Linked DNA regions of Rattus norvegicus: region 2 is linked to region 1. Evidence: chromatin contacts called from public Hi-C data. All regions are on one chromosome and are shown on one strand. Each heading gives the region's core, a stretch centred on a gene start, on an enhancer-like site or on the middle of the called end of the contact. The rest is flanking DNA. Distances are from core to core; before and after follow the strand shown.

Region 1 (3,230 bases), core at 261-2,760:
ACTACCCAGTTATTTTATAACTTCGTGAGACATCATGTCTAAGACTCCATCGCTAAACCACATGTTAAGAAGACAGAGCCTGAGGGTTGGGGATTTAGCTCAGTGGTAGAGCGCTTGCCTAGGAAGCGCAAGGCCCTGGGTTCGGTCCCCAGCTCCGGAAAAAAAAAAAGAAGACTGAGCCTGTCTTTTGTTTTCTTCCAGGAGCTTTACGGCTTGAGACTTGTGATTAGGTCACGGATGCATTTTGGATTTTTGGTAGTGCTGTGCCCCAGTACTGAGAACTACTCTCCCCCACTTAGCAATATGCTCTGTTAAAACTTACTTTGTAAATGTAAAAGAGGGCCATAGGAGACAGTCAGAAGATGCTTCCTAGAGGAGTCGGCCCTTCAGCCCTGAAAGGGTCTTCCTGTAGCTCAGTGTCCGGGGCTCCAGGAGCAGGGAGACTTCATTGCTGTCCCTAAGGCTCGTGCCAGCCTTAGGCTCGTGCCAGCCTTGCACTTCCACCTTGGAGCCTGCCCTGTGCTGTGCTGAGTACTCAGTGTGGCAGCCAGAGCCAGTGCTGGCCTAGCAGTTTGCTCTACTCGTCTTCAGGCTGTAGCAGAAAGTGGGTTAGTGGGCAACCAATGGGGCAGGAAGGAAATGGATGGTGGTATCCAGGAGTGTTCGTCTTCATGGTCTGGATGTTGCTTATATGGTACATTGTATTACATCACCATTTAAAACTCAGATGCTAGACTGTCAACAATCAGCTGCCCAGTAGTTCAGTTCTTGGTTTTCCATTAAACTCCTGTTCTTGAACCAGCATGATGGCTCAGTGGGTAAAGCACTTGCCACTAAACCTAGGGCTTGAGTTCAGCCCCTAATGGTAGGAGAAAACTGACTTCAAGTTGCCCCTGGCTTCCACACACTGTGGTATGTCTGCATACATGGCTGCACACCCATATAAATAAACACACGCAGGAAACAGTTTTAAAAATACGGTTCTTGCTATAACATAGTAGTACAGAGATGCAGTACAGCTCCTGGTGCGCTCGGCTGTTGGTGGGTTTTTGTTTTGTTTGCGTCTCAGTCGCTTTTTGATCAGCATTACCACACCAGTGAAGTGGTTTTTAGGAACATATGCAAGATGCCACTTAAGTGTAGATTATTTAGTTAATTATAGCAGAAAATAGTGTGAAACTTGGCATTTCGTTGTCCTGGAAACAGCCCAGCATTTCATGCATATTTTGAGTGACCTAATTACTTCGAACATTCTGAATGACTACTTCACCATTAGTTCAAATGCGTTTACCTAGCGAACTTTCATTATGTAATGGTTTGACTCCCGTTTTCAACCAGTACTCATTTTACTCAGTGCAGTTTTAGCACAGAAATAAAGACGGATAAATAAGCTGTGTGTGGGTGTAGCAGTGGCGGGCCCTCCCCTCTGTGTTCCGTGTAGCAGTGGCGAGCCCTCCCCTGTGTTCCCTGCTGTACAGCTTCCACCCGACCACGGCAGCTAAAGCAGAAATGCGATAATCTCGAAGGTTCAGGTCTGTAGCTGGGAAGAAGCAATAAAGCAGCAAGGAAACGGGAGGCTGATGTCGGAAGGGCAGGAAGTGTGACTCAGGAGGTGTGTAGTGACCAGGACCTTGAAGGCAGTCTCGTATCCTCCAACATGGCTTACTCATAGACCAAAGACTTAGATTTAACAAGTGAAATCATCCAGGGTATGAAAATACAACAGGAAAATAATCTTTAGAATCTAGAAGCTTGGTCTTTTTGAACATGGTGAGAATGTCAAAAATAACCTTAGTAAGAACTTGGTTTGTCCTAGGAATTATAAATTCATGTGTAGCAAAATGATTTACAGCTACGTCAAATAATAAGAAAAATGAGAAACTACTTAATTATGATATTGGTTTTCCATTAATAATCTTAAGAAATAGGTCAAACATCCTATGAATCATAGGGATGTAAACATTGCAGTGGAGGGAAAAAGAACAGAAAAGGCAATTCTAAAGAAAAGCCAGTAGCCAAAAGAATATGAAGTAGGTTCAGCCTTGCCCGTGAATACGTGAGTAAAGTGCGTAATGGTGAAGACTTGAACGTTACAGTTTTGTCCTCATGGAGGTAGATACTCCTCTACCCCAGTACACCTACTGGCTTAAGTTGGTGGTTTTTAGAAAGAATTTGTCCTACAAGAAATAGATGCATAACTCAAGAAAACTAACTGTAGTTTTGTTTACATAATAAAGAGCCAGGAACACCGTAACTAAATAACTGGTTAGGAGAGCAGTGTTGTACTAGCTCTGGATGGACCCAGTGGTTTTTACGTCTATATTTTGTATGTAATGATTAAATTTACATAAAATTATTAGACTTATGTCAGGAAACTATGCTCCTCACAGGGCATGAGAACAGAAGGGCCCACGACATGCTGTCTTCATGGTGCTGTTAGTTCCTTGATGAGGCCGTGCCCTGCTGACCTGAGCCTTCCATTAGACCCTATGTTCCTCAAACACTGTGGGATTTAGAGTTGAGCTCCAGGCCAGGGATGGTAGTATACACTTTCACTTCCAGCCCTTGGGAGGCAGATGGCTTGAGTTTGAGGCCACCTGGATCTAGAAAGTGAGTTCCAGACCAGCCAGGGCTACAGAGAAACTCTGTCTCGAGCAGACAAGGGGGAAAAGTGTTGAGCTCCAGTTTGAGAGGAAACCTTTAAATATCCTACTCAACCAAGTCAGTCATTTTAGAAACCTTTGTTTTCTTCCTTTCTGCCTTGCCCCAGCCCACCCTGAACAAGGAAAACAAAGGCTTACAAATTTAGCTCTCATTTATCCCCACCACAGCTTGGAATAGGAAATGTTCTGAAGCAGAATTTCCATAAAACCCATGTCCATGACATCCCATGAGAGCAGTAGGGCTATTGTAGGCCAGAGTCACGTGATTCGGGATTGTAGCTACGAGAGCCTACAGTGGCTGGTGGTTTATGTAACACAGGGAGAGTGATAATCCGAGCATCTGTGGACTCACAAGGCAGGACTTTTGATAGAGGCTTAGTCTCCTCAAGGTCACCACATTTAACCTCATTTCACAGATTTTGTCAAAGATACAAATCTATCAGTAATAAGATTGATGTATACAGAGCTATGAAGATTCCACTAAAAACATGAAAATAATACAAAAAGGTGGAGGTAGGCTCTGAAGTAGCAGAGCACTTAACTCCTACGCCGGCCTAAATTTAATTC
Region 2 (3,230 bases), core at 260-2,759, 110 kb after region 1:
TCAGGCTGACCTCGTCCTCAGAGGTCTGCCTGCCTCTGCCTCCAGAGTGCCATGATTAAAGGCCTGTGTCACCACTACCTGGCCCGTGAATGTTTGTCTTTAAGCTCCCCTGAACAGAGCCCTTCTAATGGACCAGCTACAATGGATGAAGATCTGCTGCTTATGGAAGTCTCGAGGTCAAAGACACTTCCACCGGAGATGAGATGCTAATCAGCCTGAGCTCTATAAACCAAAAACCATTGCTAAAGCACACCCCAGGCTTGCCTGTATTCTAAGACTCCCTGCTTTCATCTTGTGATCGGTCCCCGAGAGAGAATTGAACAGCCTTTCTTGGTGTCAACTACGGTCTTTCCAAGGATTATGCCCGGGTGTTTTATAGATCAAAAATGCCTGTGCCATTAGGTGTGGTGTCACTTACCTTCAGCCACAGGGAGTGTTCCTCAGCCCCAGCACTCTGGAGGCAGTACCTGGTGGGGCTCTGCGAATCTGAGGACAGCCTGATCTACCTATCCAGTTTCAGATCTGCCAGGACTGCATAAGCTTAGAGAGAGAGAGAGAGAGAGAGAGAGAGAGAGAGAGAGAGAGAGAGAAAGAAAGAGAGAGCTACTAAGTCAGAGATAAAGAGATAGAGAGACAGAGACAGTCAGAGAGACAGAGACAATCAGAGAGAAAGAGGGACACAGAGAGACAGGGAATGTATGAGCTCAGACACACTGGATCCAAGAGTATGATGGGGAAGGAGGCTCCCCCTGCCTCCACACTGGCTGGTCCTCTTCAGAACCACAGCTCAATGTGTAAGGCTGAAACAGAACCAGAATGCCAAATTCCAAGCAAAAATAATCATCCAATACTGGGAGAGAACTCAGAGTACAGAGAGTTTGGTGACATGCCCGATGTCAAGTACAAAGTGTACCCACAGGCAGCCAGAGCAGGAACCTGGCTCCTTCCTGGCCCAGCACCATCCACTTTGATTCAGCTTCAGTAAAGAGGCTGCCCAGCACCAAGGGCACGAGATCTCAGAGCCCGTTTCCTCTCAGAGCTGTTTCACGAATCTACTCGAACCTTCTTAACTCAGGCTGACGTCGAGGCTTTTCTTGCTGTATCATTACATGAGTCTGAGGTTTCTGAGGTTAGGGTCTGGAGAGCTTCTCAAACCTCTGACTCAGATGTACTCGGCTTCCCCTTAGACACAGAGCTCACTACTGAATCTCATTTCCCTGAGACGACCAAGGTGGGGGGTGGGTGGGTGACTCACGTCTCAATGTCAGGCTTATCATTTTAAAAACGCTTGCAGCTTGTCCTAATTTCGAAGGGACACCTGACCACTGCACAAAATGTACAAAGTACAGAGACAATGTAGAAGGAAATACCGGGATGATCGCCCACATTAAGGTCTGGTGCGTTCTGCAAAGACAAACGTTGTTTTGATCATTACGTCGAGACCGAACTGTAAACGGCCTCCATGACCTTTGCCCTTTTACTCACAGCCACCACGTGTCCAGTGACACATGGTGTGTGATGTGGGCTAAGAACTGCATCCTCTTCCTTAGTCATCATTAATTAAACCGTTCCCTACTGACGAGAATTTCAGGGTTTTTTTTCTGAGCTTTTTTCTCATAGATAACAAAGTAATAAGACAGCAAGCCATTTTTATCTAATTTTATGCACAGCTCTGCTTATCTCCATAGACTCAATGTATGGGTCTATATGAAGTCGAAATGCTGATGCACTTTTACTACCTGGTTTTCACTGAATTTCCCGTGTCAGAAAGGCCATTTGTATCCAGTAGTAGAATGGGAAGAACTTGGCCTGTGCTCTTCACCAACACTATGCAGAACTACTTTTAAAGCCATGTGGTTCGCAGGCAAAGCCGTACCTTCTCGAGCCGCTCATACTCATCATGTGTCTCTCTCTACCCATCGCCTGTGTGTATATAAACTGGACGTTCATACCACAGCCCAGTTTTAAGACTTTACTTAGCTGTTTGTAAGAGCTCCTTATAAAAACAGGAAAATTAAATTTTCCACTATGAAATTCAGGGGAAATCCTTCCGGAATCACTTTCAACCGCATGTCGATACGCCCTGAGTCATGCCATCTGCTGGCAAACAGCAGAATAGTTAGTAACTACTCCTAAGGCCAAGGTAGTGTGTGTGTTGGTGCTTTTCTCACACCAATTATTTTAATAGTAGATACCGAAGATGAACAGTTAGAGGCTTCAAGACATTCTGGAAGTTCAAACGGGTCTTATGACTACAGATCTTTGATCACATTAAAATATTAGGGCTATTTAAGTTGGGCAGGAGGGGGCAAAGGCTTCGACTTGCCAGACAGAAGGGGAATGTTGAGTTCTAATTCCTATCATAACTACTTCTGGAATGAATGTTGGTCATAGGTGTGCGAGCCCCGTTTAAAGAAATCATAGCAATTCGAATTTTAAATTTCATAATAAGGTAAACGAATAAAGGTGCCTCCAGTATTTATTTTTGTTAGAAACATTTCCAATCAAGACTTTTTTTTTAACGGACATTGCTTGTAGGTAGTTAAGAAGAAGTTGGGGCAAATTCTGGTGAAGTTGGGTTTAGCCAGATCGTAAGGGTTCCATGGAATTCAACCAGAAAGTGCAGCTTAACTCAGGGCTCACGTCAAACAGTAGCCACGGCTGATGTTTACTGGCGCCAATCTCCTGTGGGAGCAGATCTGGGAGAAGTAGCGTGTTCAAAGATAACGCAGAAACATGAGCTGAATACAGTGGACCAATGGTCACCGATCGTACTCCGACACATGCAGGTCTGTAGCCAAGCACCAGGCCCCTCACTGGCCTGTCCAGACAGACAGCAATTGAGTAGCCACTCTCTTTACAGGAAGTTGCGCTCGGAAGTGTGCTGAGCCGATCTTTGGGGGCTGTGAATTATTATCTGGCCCCTGGGAGTTCTGATGTAAATCACATGTAAGCGATTGCAGGGAGCTGGTCAGCTTAGTGCCATGAGCACATCTGTGGGGAGGTAGCTTGATCCTCGGGTAGCAGAGGATGTGCAAACCAGAACCTTTCTACAGCCAGAAATGAGCAAACACAAATATTCTGAACCAAGTACATAGATTTCTAACAGTAAAATTAATGCAGGTACTTGAGAGAGTAGCTCAATGGCTTCTGTATGCGTGGATCCCTCAACACCGAAAACAGCTGACTTTGTTTGGGGGTTGGGTTTGGAAGAGCAACTCCCAGACAAG

Evidence for each region. A called contact is a pair of places that touch in the nucleus more often than the background predicts.
Region 2: a Hi-C map of the Rat2 cell line shows a contact between it and region 1, with 3 times the contacts expected there. The contact joins two enhancer-like sites. A contact is called at or near these places in 3 of 12 Hi-C or Micro-C datasets (the A7r5 cell line, the Rat2 cell line and liver).

The regions. Positions count from the first base shown.
Region 1 is chr2:32,507,156-32,510,385 of GRCr8, forward strand. The region is part of intron 4 of Mrps27 (mitochondrial ribosomal protein S27); the gene reads left to right. Among named protein-coding and RNA genes, the nearest start is that of Mrps27, 35 kb to the left of the region's middle. Within about 2 kb of position 1,511, at least 12 of the 93 cell types and tissues checked have an H3K27ac peak or open chromatin away from gene starts, as enhancers often do.
Region 2 is chr2:32,613,117-32,616,346 of GRCr8, forward strand. All of the region lies in intron 2 of Map1b (microtubule-associated protein 1B), which reads right to left. Among named protein-coding and RNA genes, the nearest start is that of Map1b, 30 kb to the right of the region's middle. Within about 2 kb of position 1,510, at least 16 of the 93 cell types and tissues checked have an H3K27ac peak or open chromatin away from gene starts, as enhancers often do.